2 separate regions of the Gossypium raimondii genome follow, and region 1 is linked to region 2. A link is a contact called in public Hi-C data. All regions are on one chromosome and are shown on one strand. Each heading gives the region's core, a stretch centred on a gene start, on an enhancer-like site or on the middle of the called end of the contact. The rest is flanking DNA. Distances are from core to core; before and after follow the strand shown. Region 1 holds the start of LOC105790334 (40S ribosomal protein S13). Region 2 holds the start of LOC105790322 (autophagy-related protein 8f).

Region 1 (6,188 bases), core at 1,186-3,685, 140 kb before region 2:
TAAATTCAGACCCTAATTTGGATTACCCTTCCTGGCTAAATCCATCTTCCACATATTCTTCGGGAGGTCTATATCAGGATAGGATCACCCGTCCAGGCTAGATCCTTTTTACCGTCAATTCATTTTAAGAGATCCATCGAATTTTCCTTCCATTCAACTGGGATTTCTTCCCCTTTTTATCAAATATATCAATGTTTCATCAATTTTCGTACAATGAACATTCAAATCATATTCACATCAATAACAAACATTTCAAGCATTTAAGAATATAATTTAAGTTACACGAACTTACCTCGATACTTGTTCGTAAACAAAAATTTACTAATCCCGAACTTTTTCTTTTCCTTGATCTAGCTTCATATTTGAATTTTATAGATCTAAATAAATAATTTTAATCATTAATCTAATACATTTCATGGTCATATGTAACATTCTCTATAATTCCATTATTATTTTTAGTGTATTCAAAGTTGTCTCATTGAGTCATAGTAACTAAATTATTTATATCTTGAGCTACGGAACTCCAAATTAAGATCCGCTAATTTTATCCAAAACTAGACTCACATATCTTCTTACCATAAAATTTTCAGAATTTTTGGTTTATCCAATAAGTACATTTTATTCTTTAAAGTTCCCCTATTTCACTGTTTGACAGTTCCAACCCCTCTTCACTAAAAATTAATTATCTCATTGTACATAATTTGGATGATGTTCTCGTTTGTTTCTTTTGAAAATAGACTCATTAAGGATTTACAAATATAAATTTAAGCTCCTAATTATTTTTCTCCAATTTTTTATGATTTTCCAAAGTCAGAACAGGGGAACCCGAATTCATTCTAACTTTATCTCACAAAATCTATTATATCTCATGATTTACAATTTCATTGCTTACACCGTTTCTTTTATAAGAAACTAGACTCAATAAGATTTAATTTAATGTTTTATTCATTCTCTAATTCGATCTCTAAAATTTTTGGTGATTTTTCAAAGTTAGACTACTGCTGCTGTCCAAAACTGTTTTGGTGCATGATGTTAATTACCATTTTTCCCCTAAGCTTTCAATAAATGATAATTTCATCCATTCTCAATGAACCTCTCAATTGAGCTTATTTTTCTCAATTAACACTTTATTCTATCACTTTAAACTACTTTATAATCTTTGGAAATCATAATTTTACCACTAGACTTTAATTCCAAACTTTTTCACAATTAGGTCCTACAAATCAATTTCTATTGAAATTACCTAATAAAATCATCTCATAAACAAATTAAAGCTTCAATTTCATGCTATTTCATCATAAAATTCCAGCACATATTCATAGAAACTTTCAATTTCATTCATAAAATCAAAACTAATGAATTTAGTAATAGGACCTAGTTGCAAAAGTCTTAGAAACACAAAAATTACAAGAAAAAGGAAAGGATTAACTCACTTGGTGCAAAAAATAATTAATTACCAGCTTGAATAAAACCCTAGGATGTTTTTTGACTGATGATAATGAAGAAAATATGAAGAGAATTCTAGATATTCCAATTTGGTCCTATGTTTATGTTAGTAAAATTTGTTATTTTCCCATTTTACCTTTATTTCACCAATTCTCCTGATTTTTCTCAGCTTATGCCGCCCAAAATATCTTCTTTTGGGCTTATTTGCAATTTATGTCCCTCCTCATTTAACAATTGAGCTATTTAATCTTTCTAGTAACTTTTACACATTTTTCAATTTAGTCCTTTTTACTTAATTGACTACCCAAACATTAAAATTTTCTAACGAAATTTTAATACCATATTACTAACATTTCATAAATATTTATAAAAATATTTTTGACTCGGTTTTACGAGATCGAGGTCTCAATACCTTGTTTTTACCCAATTTCTTCAATAATTTCTTTTTCTAACTAACCACTAAATCGGTAAAATTCTTCTATTTATATTTTCATACGATTTTCCTATCATATCAATATTCATGCAAAAATATTAAAATAAATTTATCTTTAAATCGAATTTGTGGCTACGAAACCACTGTTCCGATAACCTTGAATTTAGGCCATTACAACAAGTATCAGTCGATTGAGTTTTAGCTTGATTAGTATGGACATTGTTGTCAATGTAGGAGGACGTGGATTCGAGCGCGCTGAAGCACATTATCCTTCTATTTATGGGTTGGGGAGGGGCTATGAGTAATTCTAGGCATCATGTAAAAAAAGAGCAGATATGATCAAAACCTATAATGAGATTATTAAAAAAAAGTACAGGTACCATATTCAAATATACCCTATAGTTTAGGGGCTATTCATGTTATTATTCCGTTATTTTCAAACCAAATGTTTCTTAACCGCATTTAAATTCGGCCTTCTCAAATTCACTAGCAAGGCCTGATCCAATATATACAAAAAACAATACTAGAAAACTAGACCACCAAAGGGGAAAAAAGGGCCCAATAAATCACTAGCAAAGGACCAGAGGAGAATAAGAACCCTAGCCCCCATCCTTAATTTTGATCCTAGGGTTTCTTTGCTCATTTCAAATTACACTATCAGAAGCAATCAATCAGCCGAGCTCGAAACTCTGCCACCATGGGTCGTATGCACAGCCGAGGGTTTGTATTTTCCTCTCACACTTGATTTCATTATCCTCTGAAAACAAACCTATGATTACGTTGGTCGAATCTCTTCTATCTGCTTTGTCACTGATTTGAGTTTTTCTTTTGCAGTAAGGGTATTTCAGCATCCGCTTTGCCTTACAAGAGAACTCCTCCTAGTTGGTTGAAGATCTCTTCTCAAGATGTGAGTCACTTTGGTTTTTATCGTGCCTTTAATTTTATATACGATTTTTAAAACCTATTTGGTTTAGATTAGTGGTTGAAACGTACCTTATTATTTTTTGATTAATGGATATTTCATTGATTAAGTATTGGTCATGATTGAGAATATCGTAAGATGTGATGCAATTCCTCGATGGTTAATATTTAAGTTTGATAGTGCATTTAGTCCTTTTGTTACTCGGATTTAGCTGTGATATTAGATACGGATGTGGGTTTGAAATGGCTATATTCAAAATCTATGGCCGAAGCTATGTTGGGCATTGGTATTATTAGACGCAGAACTTCAAGGAAAGTGAAGAATTAGAGTAAGGTGGCTTTTAGTTGTTTTTTTGATTTTTTGATTTTCATATTTCTCAAATGTGGAATGATAATGGTCTTTGGACCTTATTTGTTGGTAGTTTAAGGCGTTACTGCTCGTTCATTTTGTGAATAAACCTCAAGTTGTCTTGACTTTCGATCATAAATTTTACCACTGAAGTGATGGGAGGTTTTTGTAGTAACTAATTGATATTTCCTTAGGCTCAGACTATTGCTTGTAGTTTTCCATTTAACATTCTAAATGCTCTCTTTCCCGGGTTTACATTATGTTAATTCGATTCTTTATTTTCCTTGAAGTGCTCTTGCTCAACACGTATTTGGCCATGAATGTGAGGGTATGATCCTCCAAATATATGGAAAATTTTTAAAAAAGTAAGCATATCACATACCCATATCGACACTTACTCTCAAATCCGAGTAACATAGGTTTTACATTGATGCGATGTGGAGTTGAAAAAAGTACCCTACTTTAGTTTATTCTGTCCATATGAAAAGTTTACTATTTTTTTGACAATATTCATTGATCTTGATTTGATCTTTTAGGTTGAGGAGAACATTTACAAGTTTGCAAAGAAGGGTTTGACTCCATCTCAAATTGGTGTCATTCTCCGTGATTCTCATGGCATTGCTCAGGTGAAGAGTGTTACTGGCAGCAAGATTTTGCGAATATTGAAAGCCCATGGTACACGTCATTGACATTTTTTGCTGTTGCATTTCCCTTATAAGTGATGATAAACAGTTGACTTATCAATTTGGTTTTGTCAGGTCTTGCTCCAGAAATCCCCGAGGATCTGTACCACCTGATTAAGAAAGCGGTAGCCATCAGAAAGCACCTTGAGCGGAACAGGAAAGACAAGGATTCCAAGTTTAGGTTAATCTTGGTTGAAAGCAGAATTCACCGTCTTGCCCGTTATTACAAGAAGACAAAGAAGCTACCACCAGTGTGGAAATAGTGAGTACTTTTATCCCTGCTTCTATCGATGTTCTTAACGTGTTTTAGGTTAGGATGCACGTGTCTTACCTGTGTATGCCCTTTTCTAAATATATTTCATATTTGGCGGATTGTACCTTGGTACCTATTTACAAATATGTGTAGGACACATACACGGTTAATAGTAATTTAACTAATGGTCTGAGGTATGGTCTTTTAGAAAATTTTGTTGACCTCGACACTGGTTATTTGAGTATTCTCTGGTCTCAAGATTTGGGGTTTAACTTGCAAACCTAAACATATTTTTCTTCATGCAGTGAATCTACCACTGCCAGCACTCTTGTGGCTTAGAGGTGGCACAGTTTGAACCATCTTCCAAGCGCTGCAGTTGACATTCTCCTGGATGCAGGGCTAAACTTTTGGTATTTATGCTTTTAAAATTTAAAGAACTAGTTCATTTGTGGCTTGAAAATGAGATACTTGGGAGGCAAAATATTATGTTTAGTGTGTCAGAATTATGTTTAGTTTTTTCCCTTCAAGTTGAAATGTTTTATTTTTGGTGTTTTTAATCTTGTCGTTTATTTGCTTTTAAGATCTAGGGGCGTACCAAGCTTTGCTGAACTCAAGCTGTGAAAGGCTTGAGCTTGTGCTTGACTCGAAATTCGAAATTTGAAATTTGGGTTGAAGTCAATCTAGTTTCACTTTTTAACTAGAGAGTAAAAATCGAGTTGCATGAGTTTGTTTATCTAGTGAAAGATGAGTTTTGATTACTCCTCCCATCTTCATCTTCAACTTCAAGTTTGAGTTCAAATTAAAAATTAGAAAAAGAGAAGAGATCAATGCATTTTATGCATTATTATTTTCAAGCATTAGGATAATTAAATTTGACTTTGTGATAAAATTCGACAATGGTTGAGACCTTTTAGGCACTATGTGGTTTCAAGAATCTAAGTTGTTTTTATTTGTTTTCAGAAAATGAAAAACACGAGGACATGATATCATATATGTTTTCATCTTATCAATGTAACATGAAACTAAGGTACAGCATCTCACTGTACCATCCAAACTCATCCTAAATGAGACCTCTAAGAATTGGGTTGGGTTGGGTTTAGGTATGGTTTCAAAATATTAGGCTTGTCCAAGAGGCCTGTTTTATTATTAAAAATTAATTAAATATAAAATATATATTTTAAGTTGTTTTATATGTTTTATGATTAAATTTTAATTAAAAATAATTTTATTATTTAAATTGAATTTGTGTTGGGTTGGGTTGCCTTGCCTTGGCTTGAAGTGCAAGCTTGACCTAAGTTGAGTTGGGCCCATTGGGTTGGGTGGATGAATTACTTGGTCCTTGGATAGGTTTAGTTGCAATTCAGTCCAACTCTTGGATTTTTTATATTGGTTTTAGGTCAAGGCCAGTGTTTTTTAAACTGAATTGGTGACCAAATCGGTCAAGTCATTAATTTATTAGTGTGATTGGTCTAAGTGGATTGATTAAAAAGATATTTAAAATTAAAAAAAAATTGGTTTAAACGTTCGGTTTGTATCGATTTTTAGGTCAATTAATTTAAAATCCCTTTCTCAAATTGATATTTTCATGGATTTCTGTTTGAGTAGGGTAAGATTTGTCTTCATGATTCAGGATCGGACTACTCCAAGATAAATACAAAAACAATGCTATATATTATAATAGCACTGTAATCCTGTATATTATTAGAGCACGCGAGGACTTTAAAATCAGCACATTTATATTCCCTTCAAATTTAATAATAAAATGCGCAAATAGAATTACAAATAATATATCCATGATCAAATTATTGTATAAACAAGTACATTAATAATCAAAATATATCTAACCTACACCTCACATGCAACAAAATATATATATATATATATATTTATATATATATATATTTTGTTGCAGTGGGTGGGATGAAGGTGACACAATTTGAATTAGTGCCAAACAATGTCTAACAGGAGCTTTAACGACCACTTCATATAAGTCAATACATGCATGTTGGAGTTTAAATCATAATGAAATTTGTATTTTGAATTTCAATATTCAAATATAATTGTTGTTGGTTACTTATATAACAAAAATGACTTATGTTGTAT
Region 2 (6,119 bases), core at 561-3,060:
GTCAAGTCAGCTGGTACTAAGTATCTGTAAATTATATAATCAATGTCATCACCAGTGTCTAATAAATTAATAATATGGAGATGTTGAGCACTAGGCATGAAATTGTTGCTTACTTCTTCTTGTCAATGTTAGGGATGTCGTTTCCTTTCGTCTTCTCCACAATCACCTAAAAAGCATATGAGCAAATATCAATATAAGAAAGATTGGGGTCAGAAAGCATAAGCTTTTCTTTTGCACTATGCAAGGAGATGGACCAAACATGCATAAACCAATTCAAGCAGCCTCCATTTAACCTTATATGCTTTTAATATAAAGATTAGTAATTTATTCCAGGATTAAGACATTGAGCGCTCTAAACTTTTAACTGCTCAAGTTTCATGCTTTTCTTGTTCCTCCTTAAAGGGCCTTTTTCTCCTCCTCAGCAGGGAGGCATAGAGTATCTGAAGGGAATTTAATCTTTATTGAGATTTTAAATTATTCAATGCCTCATAATTAGCTGTTCTAATTTAGCCATGCCCTAAATAGCAAAAGTTTTCCTTTTCACCAGCTTAAAACAGGCACAGGTTTTCCCGAAACAAAAAGTTGTTACATGATATCGTTCTATTCATTCAATCATGTCTAGAAAGTAACGACAATCCAACCAATACAAATATTCAACTATTGCTTGAAATCCTCAAGCCATTTCTCACGAACATACATTAAAAACAAAGCAAATTACTGATATTAACGCGACATGTATTACTATGCTGCAATCACAACACAATAAGTATCACACGATGTTAATAGATGCCTGCCTTAACCATGGTCCAATAGCAAACAAAGGGACTGCAATCCTGTCTACACAGTAATGACAGTATTGCCAATTCATCTGTCAAATAATTGCTTAAAATCCTTGAGCCAGATCCCATGAACATACATCAAACAAAGCATATTACTGACATTGACACAATACGTATCATTACCGTTATGCTGCAAGCACAACATCGTAGGTAGCCTAGGTGCACACACGCCTTAACAACACAGTGGAATATTACACTACAAAGTCAAGGAAATGCAAGCCAGACTAGTCCAACCCCTAAAGTTGGTATATGGAAATTGTCATTTGATCTAAAATATGGAACATAAACTGATACCTAACAGAAATTCTCAACAAAATTTAAAAGTTAAAAACACATGGCACTACATAAACCAAGGACAAACAAGCGATAGAACAATCAAAATTACTATTTTAACATCAGAAAAAAAAATTAAAAATAATAAAACAGATATAGTTAATGATTGATTCTTACTGGAATTCTATCTGGGTATTTTACCCTAATTCTTGCAGCCTCAGCGCGCCTTTTCTCTAAACATCAAGAAGCCATTAACAAAGCCAACCAAAAAATAGCTAAATCAATAACAAAAACTAATACTAATAGACAAATATCAGTAAATACCAAAGTCATGCTCGATCTTGAAGCTACTTTTAGCCATTGTGCTGAGTATCTCTGCACAATAAGCAAATACACAATTTCAACAAATAGACATGAAAAAGAAGAAAGAAAAAGATTTATTTTTTCAAAAAACCTAGAACTTAAATTCAAAATCGAGACAACAAAATTTTAAAATCTCAACATACGAACATACGAACATACGAACCGTTATTCGATTTTGAAGAATCCAGATGCAAAAAATAAAAAATAATAATAATCTTTTTTTTCAAATTTTCTTTTCAGCTGAATGAAAAATAAAATCGATAAATCAAGAGACTTAGAAGTAAACAACAAGAACACGAAAACTAAGAGACTGAATTGAAGAGATCCAGACTTGCTAAGCTATTATTGTCTTTAAATATTAAAAATAAATATGAATAAATAAAAGTGAAAAGACGATAATAGGTTTGGGCCTTCTGGCTTCTCCTGCGGTTCCTTTTATGTGATTAGACTCGGGTCGGGCCATGTGAGTCGGGTCTTCAGCAAGGACTTCAATGATTACGGTTGCAAATGATAAATTTGAAAAAATTTCAATCCTCCATGTTTATATTTTTTTTTGTCGATTTAGCTTTTATTTTTTTAACAAAATCGAACTCTTAACTTCTCAAAAATTAGTCAAAAATTTTTTAACGGAAATGATGACTAAAATATTAAATTATAACATTAACCATACGCATGACAGTTCATATGCATATTATGCTAACATAACATCATTTATCTTATATGTCGCGTCAACAAATAATTTAAAATTATAAAATATAATATTAAAAATATAAAAATTCAAAAAATAAAACATGGAGTACACCTAAATTGTCATGTAAATTATCGTGTTTAAAATTTTAACATTTTAATTAGTATTATCGAAAAATCATTTTAATTCCTTTTTAAAAGTTTGATTGTTAAATTTAAGGTTAGGATCAAATTTAACTAAAAAACTAAATTGATAAAATATGAATTAATAACATTTTTTCTTAAATTGAAAAAGCTAACCTTTAAATAAGTATTAATTTTGAACGGTTATTATTTTTTTAAAATTGGAATATTTAAATATTTGTATTTAATTTATTATAATCTATACTTAACTTATAACATCAAATTCAACCAAAGATGATTGCTTAACTTTACGAATTTGATATATATTTTGAAAACGATATTTATATTAAAAAATTATATATATAAACTAGTTTAATGGCACGGGTGAAAAAATTATGTAAAAAATAAATTTATAATAAATTTACTTTAAAATATTAATTGAATGGTTAAATTAAAAGTTTAAATTATATTATAGTATTATTTTATTAAAAAGCATGAAAAGACAGAAAATGTCATTATATTAATATTTGTTATTTCATATTTAAGCATAATGATTTATTCAACCTTTCAATTTTATAAAAAATCATTTTAGTCATCTATATAATTTTTCGTTTGTTTTAAACTTTGAACACATTGTGTTTATTTTTAATCAAATCACCTCAAAATAGATGAAAATGTTGGCAAACATTAACTTTATTGACGTGAACATAAACATAAATAGCTATATGAATCTCACATAATCAATTAATTATTTTTAATTTTTAATTTTTTTAAAAACTTTATAAGATAGATTTTTATTTTTACAAAATTTTAAATAATTTTAATGTTCTATTTTTTGGAATTTTTCATGATTTTTAAAATTTAATTAATTGCTAATGTGATATTCACATGGTAATCTACATATATGTTCACATTAGCAAAGTTTAACTTTTCTATTCATTTTAGGGTGATTTGACAAAAAAATACAAGTTCAAAAATTAAAAGAGATAAAAAAATTATATGAATAGCTAAAATTTTGTTTTTATAAAACTAAAGGACTAAATAAATCATTATGCCTAAAATATATTTTAATAATTTTCGATACAATAGTTTAATATATCTATAGATATATAGAAATAAAGATAGGGTTTGGTTGGGTATATTATTGCTTGCAAGAGTTAAAAGAGATGAGTGTTTCGTACGGAAATGGAAATGTAGAAGGTAACAATAATAATAGATCAAGATTTAATGAATTTAAAATGAAAATATTAAGCACTCATTCACATTCTAACAAGAAACTATTAAAATAATCACTTTTGTTTACTTTAAGTTATATTTTAGTAACTTATATTTAAAATGTTACATTTTAATCACTTACATTATAGTGTTATAACATTTTAATTACTAAGCCGTTAATGGTGTAACAAGAAACTATCATGGCATGTTAAATTATTATTTCAAACAAAAATTTTATGTTAATTTATACAATAGGTTCCCATATTTTTCATTTTGAGCAATTTAATTTTTTTCTTTTATGTTCTTTTAACTTTCATATTTTTTTTCTTTATTTTCCATTATCTTTTGCTTCTCCCTATTTTCCTCCTTTATTTATTTCTTTTAACGTAGTTTTTCTATGTTTTCCATTTGTTAAAACTAGTTCTTAAACTTTTGTTTTTTAAAATATTTAATTTTTTCAAATGAGACGAGCTTGTGGACTCGTTTTAACGAATGGAAAACATAAAAAATTACGTTAAAAGAAATAAAGAATGGAAAATAAAGAAAAAAGTTAAAAGAACATAAAAGAAAAAAATAAATTGCTCAAAATAAAAAAATATAAGGATCAATTGTAGAATTTAACTTAAAATTTTCGCATGAAATAATTATTTAATGTGCCACGTCAGCATATTGTTAGACCATTAACGGCTCAGTGACTAAAATGTTACAACGCGAAAACATGACTAAAACGTAACATTTGAAACATAAGTGACTAAAATGTAACCTGAGTCAAACAAAAAAAACCATTTTAGTAGTTTATCCATTATTACCCAAAGAAAATGAAAACATGAAATGAATTATGACTATGCAGAGTGTTTGACGTTCAAACATCAAAACTCCGAATATTTTGAATAACTTTGTCGATCACCTACCAAAATAACGAAACGTACCGTAATGGAAGTCAAAGACAAAGACGTATTACATATATTAAACTCAATTACTTTTTTTCTTTTAGAGAAGGGGAATTTTAGAGATTAACTAAAACATTTCGTGGCTTAAATGTGGTTCATGAATAGTTTGAATTAAGTACTGGGAACTCTATTTCAATTTTTTATCCTTCATTGGGTTTTAAGAGCTAAACCAATAATTCAATAATGAAGCTTATCTTATCTAAGAGTATTAAAAAATCACTTATTTTAAACTAAATTAAAATTTTAACTTTGTTATAATAGATTATAATTTATTATAGTGATTCACATCATGAGTGGAGGTGCAATTTCAAAGGTTATCTAAGCAAAGTTTTTATCTCTCTCGTGTGTCCCTCTAGGACTTTCATAGTCGAACCAACTTTTATGATAAATTATGTTTGAGTTTGATCACAGAATAGGAAATGAGACAGATGAAAGTGACCTGAGATTGGTGAACCTAACAAATTAAGATCATTAATTAAAACTAAACTTGACACGACACGGGTCTCGCGAGCTTAGTACTTCAATTAAAAATATATATACATCAAAATTACACAACCCTGATCTAATGTAAAATATTATGCACAAATTTTAATTATTTACATCATTATACATAAAATTTTGATTTTCACCGACACCATCATTATGTAACACTATTTTACATTTATATATTACATATACAAACAATTATATTTATCTAATGTATATCCAAATTTTTAACGTTTACCAAAATTTCTATCTTTATACCAAATTTAGTATATATTTTTTTAAGCGTAGGGTAGAATTTTCCATCATAGCAATGCAAAAGATTCGTTGGGGAGAATTAAAATAAGGTACAAGAAAAAAGGAGAAACGTAAAAAATCTAAAGATAGGACTGATTTATAACCAATCCATCAAAGCGCATGAACGAGAAACCCTAGACTTTAACCCCTACCATCAGCAATAAAGAGTTAGTTTTCCTAAATAATGCACGGAAATACAGTGAACAAACAACGCTCTTCACATGTTTTTTTTTTTTTTTGCTAGTCCTCCATACAGATCAATAAGCAGTGCACTACATTCCGGCAGAATAAGCTACCAGTTACCTTACCAATTTTCCAAATTTCTTTTCTTTTCCCAGCCATGGAAGTTGCATCGAAGAACAACGAAGAATGTGTAACACGGTGGTGGTCATGTTCTTTTCAATAGGTATCCCAAAATGATGCCGATCAAGCCCACAAGAAATACATAAATGAATGGAATACCACTTCGGTTTCTTTTGGCTTCGCGTCTCAACAGTTCCTGCAAATCAAATTGCAATGTGCAATGTAATAAAGCAATTAACATAAACGTTTTCTCTATTATTATTCTCTTTTTTAGATCCCATTTCCTTTTTAAAGTTTTGCATTGTCATTCTCAGTTTCGATAAAAAAAATGACAATGATAAGTAGTTTTTGACAACAGAACCACGACTGTGGAGGAATGATTTTTTTGGCTAAGGTCACAGATGAATGATGATGCACTTATATAGCTAGTATATTAGCAATTGGTCCTTAAATTCCTTTAACATTTCTGTTATAAGTTGAGGACCCCGAATATATAATTCCAAAGTGAACTGCCAGAAACTCGCAGAAAATAGAGGATTAACTTACCAGTTCTTGCTGAAGCTTGCTATTTTGCTGAATGGCAGAG

Evidence for each region. Hi-C and Micro-C count contacts between places; a contact is called where the count stands out from the background.
Region 1: a Hi-C map of leaf shows a contact between it and region 2, with 2.4 times the contacts expected there. The contact joins the promoter of LOC105790334 here to the promoter of LOC105790322 in region 2. A contact is called at or near these places in 2 of 2 Hi-C or Micro-C datasets (both in leaf).

Annotation. Positions count from the first base shown.
Region 1 is chr8:3,485,617-3,491,804 of ASM2569854v1, reverse strand. LOC105790334 (40S ribosomal protein S13) reads left to right here and starts at 2,435. Exons shown (of 5, transcript XM_012617890.2): 1 at 2,435-2,599; 2 at 2,714-2,786; 3 at 3,686-3,824; 4 at 3,908-4,094; 5 at 4,391-4,764. The coding sequence starts at 2,577. The coding sequence ends at 4,424.
Region 2 is chr8:3,349,072-3,355,190 of ASM2569854v1, reverse strand. LOC105790322 (autophagy-related protein 8f) reads right to left here and starts at 1,810. Exons shown (of 6, transcript XM_052634163.1): 1 at 1,639-1,810; 2 at 1,437-1,487; 3 at 1,290-1,345; 4 at 114-166; 5 at 1-24. The coding sequence starts at 1,473. LOC105790319 (vesicle-associated protein 1-2) reads right to left here. Exons shown (of 7, transcript XM_012617872.2): 6 at 6,080-6,119; 7 at 5,232-5,729. The coding sequence ends at 5,619.